Linked DNA regions of Mus musculus: all the other regions are linked to region 1. A link is a contact called in public HiCAR-type and promoter capture Hi-C data. All regions are on one chromosome and are shown on one strand. Each heading gives the region's core, a stretch centred on a gene start, on an enhancer-like site or on the middle of the called end of the contact. The rest is flanking DNA. Distances are from core to core; before and after follow the strand shown. Region 1 holds the start of Ccdc6 (coiled-coil domain containing 6). Region 2 holds the start of Tfam (transcription factor A, mitochondrial). Region 3 holds the start of Bicc1 (BicC family RNA binding protein 1).

Region 1 (3,489 bases), core at 457-2,956:
TCCTGTAACCGAAGGAGCCGAGTGTCTCCTGTCCCAGACCCAACATGGCAAAAGTCAAGGAGCCAAGTAAACTTCAGTGACAAAGTGGCTCCCTCAGCAGAGGATTATTTACACTGGTGCTCTGCTGCTGGAGAGCAAAGCCAAAGGCTCTCCTGCACTCCCCTGGATTTTTAACTTTTATTGTTACATTTTGCTTCACCGACTGTGTTCCTAGCTCTAAACTCAAGCCTACCTAGGAGACGTCTTGGGGGGTGGGAGGGCTCACCGAAGTTAGCATGTCTGGGTTGTTGACTAGAGGCAGCCATCTTGGTAAACCTGAGGTCAAGGTTTCACCCCTGGCAGGTTAAGAGTTATTCCGAGGTGAGACCAGTTCCTATTTAGCAGTGGGGACGAAACATGTCTAACCACTGGATCCAATTTGGTTTAAAGACAAGGTTATGAGCCAGGAAAGCCATGTAGTCATGGCTAAGCGCTTTATAAAACTATAAAACAGTTGACAGCCAGAAAACACTTTTCATCCCGCACCCCTTTATTTTGCATTTTGTTTCCATGAGTTTGTTCTTCCGTCGACTAAACTTGGATAATAAAGCCCGCCTGGTTAGTTTCACTTTCCATTTTTTCCCCCAGAAACGAAAGCTGTTTTGTATCAGGAGGTGAAGTGTTTAGACCCTTCTCACCTGCTAGGCCTGTTTCCTACAAGCAAGCTCTCCTAAGAGGGAGGGGCCTAACAGTATTTGAATTTCTGATTCTTTGAAGCTGGGCTCTCTACAGTAGTAATTACGGTTTTATTTTTTAGCTCCTGGAGTTTTGTAGGAGTTGGAGAGCAGCGGATAATAATGGTTATACAGTTCCCCTCACTTAATCGTGGTTATTTGTTTAGCATTGTGCCTGCAGTTACTTTGGAAAATTGGTACTTGAAGTTTGTTTCAACCCTTCTGAGATTAAAAAAAAAAAAAAATTAAATAAAGCTCCCGTTTCTTTAACTAGACAAATCTTGGTTTCTTAATCCTATCCCCGTGACCGGTGCAGAGTCTTTGCAGGAGGTAAAGAGAAAAAGGTGGGTGGCGCCTGGTTCAAACAACTGGACGCACCGGGGCCTTGTGGCAAGCTAGGCTAACCTGTGGCTGCCGACATGCCACAACACAGACAGACACACAGAGAGGGAGAGAAATAGATACACAGACACACAGACAGACACACAGATACTCTTCTTTTTCGACCCACTGCAGTGCAACTTTCTGTTCCCAGCCCCAAGCGCGGTCTGCACGGGGCACCCTGGGGGAGATCCACGCGCGCCGGCGCCGATCCAAGGTGCCAGGCTCCAGCTGAGCGGGGGTGGGAGGGTGGGGTGGCCCAAGGAGCCCGGCTGCCCCTCCCACGTGTCCCGGCACCTGCGGGGCTGGCGCTGCGTGGGGTCCGCCTTTCTCCGGAAGAGGCGGCGCGGCGCGGCGGTGTATGTGTGTGTGTTGGGGGGCTGGGGCCCGGGGACGCAGGGGACCCTCCGGGGCGGGAGCACGTGCGCGGGGAGGCGGCGGGGGCTCGAGCGTCTGTGTGCAGCTGCTAGGAGAGCGCTGGGGCTGGGGCTTTGCGGGGACGGCCCCGCGGAGCGCGCCAGAGTCCCGGCGCTGCAGTACTGCCCGAGTCCGGGCGGGGTCTCTGTTCCCTGGCGGAGCAGCTCGCGCGGCCGCGGGAAGCGCCCTCTCTTTCTCCGCCGCCGCCGCCGCGCGTCTGCGCCCTGCCGCCCGCCCGCGCCGCGCTCTGAGCTCCCCCGCTCCCCAGCTCCCCCGCCGCCGCCGCGCGCCCGGCCCCGCGCCCACTCGCCGCGCGCCCACTCGCCGCGCGCCCGGCCCTCGGCGCCCGGCTCCCCGCGCCCACTCGCCCAGCCATGGCGGACAGCGCGAGCGAGAGCGACACGGACGCGGCGGGCGGCGGCCCGGCAGCCATGCAGTCGTCCTGCTCGGCGACCTCGGGCGGCAGCGGCGGGGGCGGCGGCGGGAAGTCGGGGGGCATTGTCATCTCGCCGTTCCGCCTGGAGGAGCTCACCAACCGCCTGGCCTCGCTGCAGCAGGAGAACAAGGTGCTCAAGATAGAGCTGGAGACCTACAAACTCAAGTGCAAGGCGCTGCAGGAGGAGAACCGCGACCTGCGCAAAGCCAGCGTGACCATCGTGAGTGCACCCCGCGGACCAGGGGGGACCCCCGAGTGCGCGCCCCCGTGCGGGGTTGCGGGCCTGCGGGCACAGAGAGCGGGCCTTGGGGCCACGAGCGCCCTCCCTCCCTTGAGGTGTTGGAGGTGCCTAGGGAGACTCCCCAACGTCCCCTCGTCGCCTAGGGTGGAGGTCCCTCCGAGCCAGGGCTAGAGGCTGGCGGCGTGGCTGGGGGGGGGGCGGGGTGGGACTTTCTCAACCCTAGGGTGCCTGAAGGCTCCGAATAGAGGGACACCCTCTCCGGAGCCCCCGTGAGTGGACGAAGCTGGGGTCTGTCCAGGGGTTAGTTGGGGAGACGGGGTGTGCCACTGGGCTGGGTCCCCAGTTGGCAGGAGGACGGCGCTTTGCTGGATCGCCGGCGCTGGGGGAGGGAGAGAGTGGCCCGGAATCCGGGAAGTGGAGTTTTCTGGCCAGGATGGAAAGGGAAGGGCGGGCACTGAGGCTACACCAGCACCCCGTTCGGAATCACTGTCCTTTTGGGCCCGGAGGGTGGGCGGGTACAGAGTAGTGGGGAGTGTAACGTCTGGCGCTGGCTGGGACAGGGTTGGAGCTTGAAACCAGGATGGAGGGTGGCCGCTGGGACTGCCTGGCTGAGCAAGGATGTACGTGCGTCTCCTTCATTGGTTCGAGAGTCTTAGGAGTACTTGCCTGTGAGTCTAGGTACTTGACGGGAACACAGGCCATCTGTTCTGTTTCTACCTGGCCCCTCGAGGCTCCCCTGGAAGAGGGTAAGATTAGTCTGAGATCAGCCTCCTGGTGTAGCCGAGTGGAAAGGCCCCCGTAGCGGTGATGAGGCGAAACGTAACTAGAAAAAGTACGCGTTGTGCTCTCACCTCCCATCCTTGCCAACTCTACATCATTAACATGCAGAATCCCCCACAGACAACCCTATTCAGATCAAAACAGTTTCCCAGCCAGCAGCACGGAAAGAAAATGTCAAGGAATCAAGGAGGATAAATTGCCAGAGCCGCTTGCACACAGCTGATTAGATGAAACCCTTCCAGTGGAGAAAAAGAGATTTGGTGGTGGGTCAGGGATCATATCCTGGAGACGAGAACGGGACAAATTTAAGCTGCCCTTGTGCCAAGAAAAAGTGATATGTGTGTGTGTGTGTGCCCTGTGGCTTCTATATGGCTGCCTTGGTTTGTGTAGCTAGCCGGTCTCAGTCTCCACTAGAGAGGCAGTGTGATTTGCAACCTAAATAGCAGTTGGTCTTGCAGAAAAGCATCTTACTTGCTCTTAACCAGTCCCGTTCTATGCGAGTACATCTCCAGGCAGCAAGT
Region 2 (3,489 bases), core at 484-2,983, 1.1 Mb after region 1:
GGAAAACTTTTCTAGTTGTAGATCTTTTTCCCACCTTCAGGAGCTTAGATAATTTCCAGTTAAGTTAATGATTTATACAGACCATTATTGTATTATATAGAACACTTCCCGATAAGTTATTTTATTGCACCTTAGACATTACAAACAAGCAACTGCCCAGGACAACTAGGCCTCAACTTTATCTCTTTTCTCTACAGTGCTCTTCACTCTACATGCTTTTGGTTTTTTGGTTTTTTTGGTTTTTTTTTTTAAGATTTACTCATTTTATGTATATGAGTACACAGTGGCCGTCTCCAGACACACCAGAAGAGGGCATAGGATCCCATTACAGATGGTTGTGAGCCACCATGTGGTTGCTGGGAACTGAACTCAGGACCTCTGGAAGAGTCAGTGCTCTTATCCACTGAGCCATCTCTCCTGCCCTCTACATCTTATTTTAAAACTATTTTTCTCATTTATATTTAAAGAACTTCTATTAGTTAAAAAAAAACTTATACAGACTACCAAAGAAAATGACTGTACTAGATGCTCTGGTAATGCAAATCAAAGATTGCAATTAAAAAAAAAATCATATCAGAGAAGATCATAAGCCCCAAACTCCTTACCTGGGTGTTTAGCTTTAAATTTGGGTAGCTGTTCTGTGGAAAATCGAAGGTATGAACTCATAGGTTTCTTTGGATAGCTACCCATGCTGGAAAAACACTTCGGAATACAGACAAGACTACACACAAGTAAAAAGAACGGAATGTCAGATACGTGTAACAGTCATACACAGATCTCAGATTCTAAGTACAAAGTCAGCCAAGGTGCTGTACATCCAACACCTCCACCTAAAATGCTAATAACTAGCCCAGCAGTTGTGGCACAGGCCTTTAATCCCAACATTCTAGTGGCAGAGCAGGTGGATCTCTGTTAAGTCAATGACAGCCTAGTCTACAAAAGGAGTTCTAGGACAGCCAGGGCTATGCAGAGAGACCCAATCTTTTAAATTAAAAAAAAAAAAAAAGTCAACCAATCAACCAAAAAAATATATAATCGTAATAACCTTTGAGTGCATTTCCCTTCCCTCTGCTGTGCTAAGAATTCAATTAAACGCAAGGGGCTTCAGCTGTATAAGCTCCATAACCGACTTACTTTAACAACCTACCCTAAGCAAAAAAATAAAAGAGGTTGCAGGGCTGAGGCTTGCAAACAGGGCAGGTTTGGGTGACCTAGCCAAACCAAAGAGGGGTGAAGCAAGTCCTAGCATCATGGGTGACCTAGCCAAACCAAAGAGGGGCCTGCAGGGCTAAAACAAGTCGTGGCATCCTGGGTGACCTCCTGGCAGCGTCCGGGCGAGCGTTCCGCGCCACAACTTCAGGGCCCGCCTCCAAGGCAGAAGGAGAGCGCCCTAGGCGCCGAAAGGTAGAAGGTGACAGGAAGTGGGGTCGGGTACCAAAAGGCGCGAGACCCCAGGCGGCCCGGAGGACGAGGGTGGGACGAGGGCAGACGGACGCCTGAACGAACGGCGTCCCTCGCCCGCGGCCTACCTGATAGACGAGGGGATGCGACCCCCGCAGCCCGCGCACATCTCGACCCCCGTGCGCCCCAGTGCTTTTAGCACGCTCCACATTCCCCGGAACAGCGCCATCGCTCGGGCCGACGAATGATGGCCCGGCGCCGTCCGGTTCGTCTCACGCAATACGGTGCCTATGGACTGCCACACTACCAGCGTGGGAACTCCGGGGGCTTGTTATCATGCCCGCCGCGCGCGGGGTACTGTGGGAAGCCCGGACTTCCGGTCCGCGGCAGGAGGCGGGGAGGACAGGAGGTGCTGTGCGTCCCCCACCGCTCAGTGGGCGGGGCCGGGCCGAGGAGGGGGCGGAGCCTGAGGCTAGGGAGGGTGGGCCTGGTCTAAGGTGGGTGTTGCTGAGCGGCGGCTTACCCCCAGGCCCCTGCCATGTGTTCTCCTGGGCTGCCTGCGTGCTGTTGCTGGACCATGGGCCTGGGCTGCCTACTGAGCTTCGTGACGCTGGTGCTGCGGCTTGTGTCACAGTGCCTGGCTACTGAAGTTAGAGATCCGTGGTACTGCTGATGCCCCAACAGCAAACTGCATGTTTCATGAGTCCGCAGGAAAGCCCACAAGGCTACTGGAGGGGTGGAAGAGAGGGAGGAGTGGTCTTGAAATGGATCGCCTTATTTATCTTCTCTTTAACAATTAATAGAAAGGAATGAGGGTTCCCAAGATGGCCCAGAGCCTGGCAAGCTGAGTTCTATCCCCAAGACCTACATGATTAAAAGAGAGAACCAACTCAAACAAGTTGCCCTCTGACTTTGACATACACACACACACAAACATGTACACAAAAGGAAATGTGTCACGAAAAAAAAATTAATAAACTGAACCCAGCTTGATGGTGCAGGCCTGTAATCCCAGCCCTTGGGAGGCGGAGGCAGGCATTCAAATTCATCCCCTGCTACATAGCAAGTTCAAAACTACATGAGACCCTGCCTCAAAACAAAAACCCAAACAACTAGCCCTCATAATAGCAACAAAGCAAGAATATTCTTCACTTGATCTTCTCCAAAAGGCTGAGAAGCGATAGCAAAAATATTCTTATATTAATACCTGAGCAGGGCATGCCAGAGCCCTGAATATTGTTTCCCACTTTGCAGATCACGTGGACTAGATGAGCTTAGCCAGCCAAACCACTGAAATTGTGGGACCAGGATGGACTTGAGGTAGTGTACAGTTTGTGTCCTACAAAAAACTCAATTTTTGTTTGTTTGGTTGGTTTTTTTTTTTTTTTTAATTCAATGGCATGGAAAAGATTAGGAAGATCTAAAAATGGTCAAGGGCTTCAATCTGTTAAAATATGTTGCTTAAGGTCTGGGAATGTGGCTTAACTGGTAGGGATGCCTGCCAGGATGCACAGAAAGCCGTTGGCTTAGATCCCCCCCATAAGCCAGGATCCTCACATAGAGCAGGCATGGTGTCTTAAGCCTCTAGTTCCAGAACTTGGGAAGCTGAGGCAGGACCACAAGTGCAGGGTTATCCTTGCCTACAAAGTAAATTCCAGGTCAGTCAGGCTAGAGACTTTGTTTCAAAGGTAAAATAAATAAATAACATTTAAAAATAACTATGTCATCCATCAGGCTCAGAGGTGAATGCTTTCACTCCAATCACTCTGGAGGTAAGAAGTGGGTAGAGATCTGTGATTGAGAGTTTGCTCTATATACAAGTTCCAGGTCGGCCAGAGTTAGCATGGTGAGAATATACCTAACAACAACAGCCTCTTCTGCTGCCTACCTGTACTTTTTTTTTTTTCTGAAAAGAAAGCAAAATCTTACTAGTGTAACACTGAGCTGAGAGTCTACTTCCTTTCTGCAGCTTTAAAACATTGTCTCCTTCAAGAGACAGAGGACCACACCCACTCCTCTAAACCCACTCCTTCTAAGCCCAGTTTACCATCACTTCCGGTTTCATTTCATTCTCTCTTGAGGGTAAAG
Region 3 (3,489 bases), core at 393-2,892, 1.1 Mb after region 1:
TACAATCCATCTGCAACATAATTGTAACATTTTGTTTGTAACCCCCCAAAACTAGGCAGACTCGTGGAACTAATAAGGAAGCTTCACAAATGAAAAATTCCTGAAATGTAACCCGGCTTCAATTTTCAGATCTATTACTTTCCTCCAAAGTTACATAATCTCAGGGGGAAAAAAAAAAAAAAAAAAACACAAGACATGACATTTGGAATGTTTATCAATACAAATAAGCAACAAAGGAGAGGAGTTCTCGGCCCTTCCAGAACCGCCTGCCAAGCACTCCTGATACTTATTTCCACCAAGTTATTGTTTAGGAAAACATGTTGTTCTCTCTTAAAATAACCCTCTTAATTGTTCCGAGAAGCCACTGCATTTCCAGAGAGGAATAACTTGCTCCCATACTGCGATACATTGACAGATAAAGTCAAAATAAGTCACGCAGACAGCAATAAAAGCGAGTCTGTGGACCTCCAAGCTTCCCGGGATGAAGGATGAGAGCTACCGAATCCTCACCTCTCTCCCTTCCTGGGAGCAGGGGCCAGATCTCCTCAAGTCTTAAAAATAATGCACATTCCAGCTACCTCATCTCTGCCTTTGGATGTGGGAGGTGAGCCACACAGGTAGGCTGCGAATGGACATTTTTAAAGGTCAAAATGACCTTGGATCTGTTACTGCTCACTCTAATCCTAAAGCAATAAATCAGCATTTGCTTCCGATCCAGTGTGGAGAAAGTTTCTCTTCCTGGGAAAATCCCAGAAACTCTATAAAGAATTTGAAAAAAATTTTTTTTAAATTAAAAACCCAAAATATGAAAGTCAAGTCAGACTCCCACAGCTGCAAGGGAGAAGTTTATGGACTGAATGTAACTCAAGATGTCTTTTAGGACTGCCCTGACACATGCTACCCTGACACATGCTACCCTCGCACTGCCAGGGCACAGATCCCCACGCCTGGGTGACTTGCTCCAGCTCAAGACTCCGGCGTGGGGGCGGGGGCTCCCAGCTGAAGCCTTGACATCTGCAGCGCTTTTCCAGGCGACGAGAGCAGGCCCTAGCTGGAGGAAGCGGATACTAAGGAGGGGAGGGAAAAGACGCGGCAGGGGTGGCAGAGATTCCAGGCTGCGGGAAGCCGGGCAAAGTCCCGCACACTGGGCGGTCCCGTAGTGTAAGGATGCCACGGCCCAGATGTCCCAGCTGCAGCTGGCACCGCCGCGGTCCTAACAGCAACTTCGGAGCTGCAGCACAAACTCGGGCCTCCAGCTCCTCGGATCCGAGCAAGCTGACAAAGTTGGGGGGGAGGGAGGGTGTCCCGTGAGCGGACTGAGAGACGATCCTGTGGCGGACTTGGGAGAGGATTAGGAGCAGGGGCATGCCTACCTTGGAGCATGGCCTCGAGTTTCTTCCTGTCCACGCGGAAGCGCTCCTCGCTCCACTCCGGGCTGTGCAAGAGGGGCGCCGCGGCCACCAGATCGTCCTCGGAGCCGGCCACCGGCGAGTCGGTGCTGCGCTCGCTGTTGGAGCCGGGGTCCGACTGCGCCGCCGCCAGGTAGCCCGGCTCGCTCTGCGAGGCCATGGTGCGAGCGGCGCTCGGGCTGCCGCCGCCCCGGCCCCGGCCGATGTGGCTCGGCGCGCCGCAGCGCTAGCTCGTGCCCCCGCCGCCGCCGTGGCCGCGGGAAGCCCTGCGCATCCCCGCCTCGGGCGCCGCCCCCCGCCCCGCCGCGCCGATCGCCTGCGCCCCGGCCCCCGCCCGCCCGCAGCGCCCGCTCCGAGCGCACAGAGCCGCCCGCGCCTCCGGCCGCCGCCAGCCCCGCCGCCGCCTCGCGCGCTCATTGGCCGGCCAGGCCCACGGGGAGCAGCGGGCGGGAGCGGCCAGCCCGCGCCCTCTCACACGCACCACGTCCACACGCCGCGCGGCGCCGCCCGGAATGCCTGACCCATCGCGTGGACCCTCGGGCTCTCGGACCCCCTCACCCAGTTCGAGCCTAGCGCTCCTGGGGTGCCCCGCCAGACGCCCTCGTCACTTACTGCCACTTTTTTGTACTTTGATGGAGACTCCATCAAAACTCACAAACTTTGATGGAGACTCCATCAAAAACTCACTCCTGCCAGGCGTACAAGCTTGCTTATCCACACCCGAATCCCTTACTGTCACTTTTCTATCCCTATACCCGAATTCCATCCCTCTCCATACTCAGAATACTCCAAACTTAGATCAAGTTCACCCCAAAGTGCTCAAAGGGTATGCTCCCAAGTCCAGTCCTATTTACAGACCCTCAGAACACCCTGAGTCTGTCCCACAAGCCTGAATGAGAATAGAGAGTAATAAAAGGAGATCTGGGGACAAGAGGGATTGATGACCAACTTTTGCAGATGTCAGAGTAGACTTGACTTGTGTGCACCTAATCGGTCCAATCCAAAGATACCTTCGCCAGATGTGCCCTTCTCTGACTTTAATTTCAGGCCTTGATTCAACAAGACACTACTTTCGCCACCTTAAGCATCTATCTCTGTCTGAGATCACAGAAATGGCTGGCTCATTCTCTAGACAGGCTGGGAGCTCCTCTCTGTTCTAGGCGGCCCACAGATGAAAGCCTCGCAACTTCTGATGCTGACTGCCCGCCAGCCCACGCACCATCACTCTCAAAGCGGAGCATAGAGCTCAGAGGATGAAGTCCTGCTGTGAGCTTGGAACACTCGCCCCCACGCCACACAGAATCGTACTGCCTTTTATTAAATGACCAAACGCACAAGAGTATCTGTTCTACGTAGGAGGATGATGGTGTTAAATATGGTAGAAAAGCACTGTGCTACCGAGGGAAGAAGTAGGTTTACAAGTGGGGTGAGCCATAGGGTTCACCTGGGGCCCATAGATAATCATACAGTGTGTGTTTGAATCAAAACTCTTACAGGGGGCTGGAGACGTGACTCAGAACATAAGTACACTGGCTGTCAAGCCAGACAACCTGAGTTAGACCCTCAGGCCTCACATGGTGGAAAGAGAGGCCCAATGCAGGCAAGTTGTCCTTTTTGGCCATACCAAGAGCACTTTGGAATAACACTCTCACACGCATACACAAATAGATAATAAAACGGAACTTTAACATATCTCCAGCTGGAGAGATGGTTCAGCCGTTATAGAGTTCTTGGTGCTTTTCCTGGGGACCAGAGTTCCATTCCCAGAGCCCACCTTGCAGGGCTCACAACTGCCTGTAACTCCAGCTCAGCTGTGTTTGGTGCCCTCTTCTGACTTCTTCTGGCACCTGCACTTGAGGACATGTACACACACACACACACACACACCATAGATAGATAGATAGATAGATAGATAGATAGATAGATAGATAGATAGATAGATAGATGGATGGATGGATGGATGGATGGATGGATGGATGGATGGATGGATGGATGGATGGATGGGTGGGTGGGTGGGTGGGTGGGTGGGTGGGTGGGTAGAGGAGGAATGGGATGCATCTTTCCCTTGGTTCCTGCTACA

Evidence for each region. Promoter capture Hi-C pulls out the DNA fragments that hold promoters and counts their contacts. HiCAR-type assays count read pairs that join an accessible place to other places.
Region 2: a promoter capture Hi-C map of pre-B cells shows a contact between it and region 1, with 9 times the contacts expected there. The contact joins the promoter of Tfam here to the promoter of Ccdc6 in region 1. A contact is called at or near these places in 13 of 39 promoter capture datasets (the 3T3-L1 cell line, the C10 cell line, the HPC-7 cell line and 7 more), 9 of 484 Hi-C or Micro-C datasets (B cells, CD4 T cells, the G1E-ER4 cell line and 4 more), 5 of 115 datasets of contacts at active chromatin or transcription factors (the 230-238 cell line, astrocytes, effector CD8 T cells and 2 more) and 2 of 9 other capture datasets (adipose tissue and liver).
Region 3: a HiCAR-type map of astrocytes shows a contact between it and region 1, with 4 times the contacts expected there. The contact joins the promoter of Bicc1 here to the promoter of Ccdc6 in region 1. A contact is called at or near these places in 3 of 39 promoter capture datasets (the 3T3-L1 cell line and hippocampal neurons) and 1 of 115 datasets of contacts at active chromatin or transcription factors (astrocytes).

Annotation. Positions count from the first base shown.
Region 1 is chr10:70,095,415-70,098,903 of GRCm38.p6, forward strand. Ccdc6 (coiled-coil domain containing 6) reads left to right here and starts at 1,707. Exons shown (of 9, transcript NM_001111121.1): 1 at 1,707-2,167. The coding sequence starts at 1,886. The region is part of intron 2 of Gm51771 (a long non-coding RNA gene); the gene reads right to left.
Region 2 is chr10:71,236,311-71,239,799 of GRCm38.p6, forward strand. Tfam (transcription factor A, mitochondrial) reads right to left here and starts at 1,734. Exons shown (of 7, transcript NM_009360.4): 1 at 1,530-1,734; 2 at 606-721. The coding sequence starts at 1,630.
Region 3 is chr10:71,158,048-71,161,536 of GRCm38.p6, forward strand. It overlaps Bicc1 (BicC family RNA binding protein 1), which reads right to left and starts at 1,643. Exons shown (of 21, transcript NM_031397.3): 1 at 1,374-1,643. The coding sequence starts at 1,569.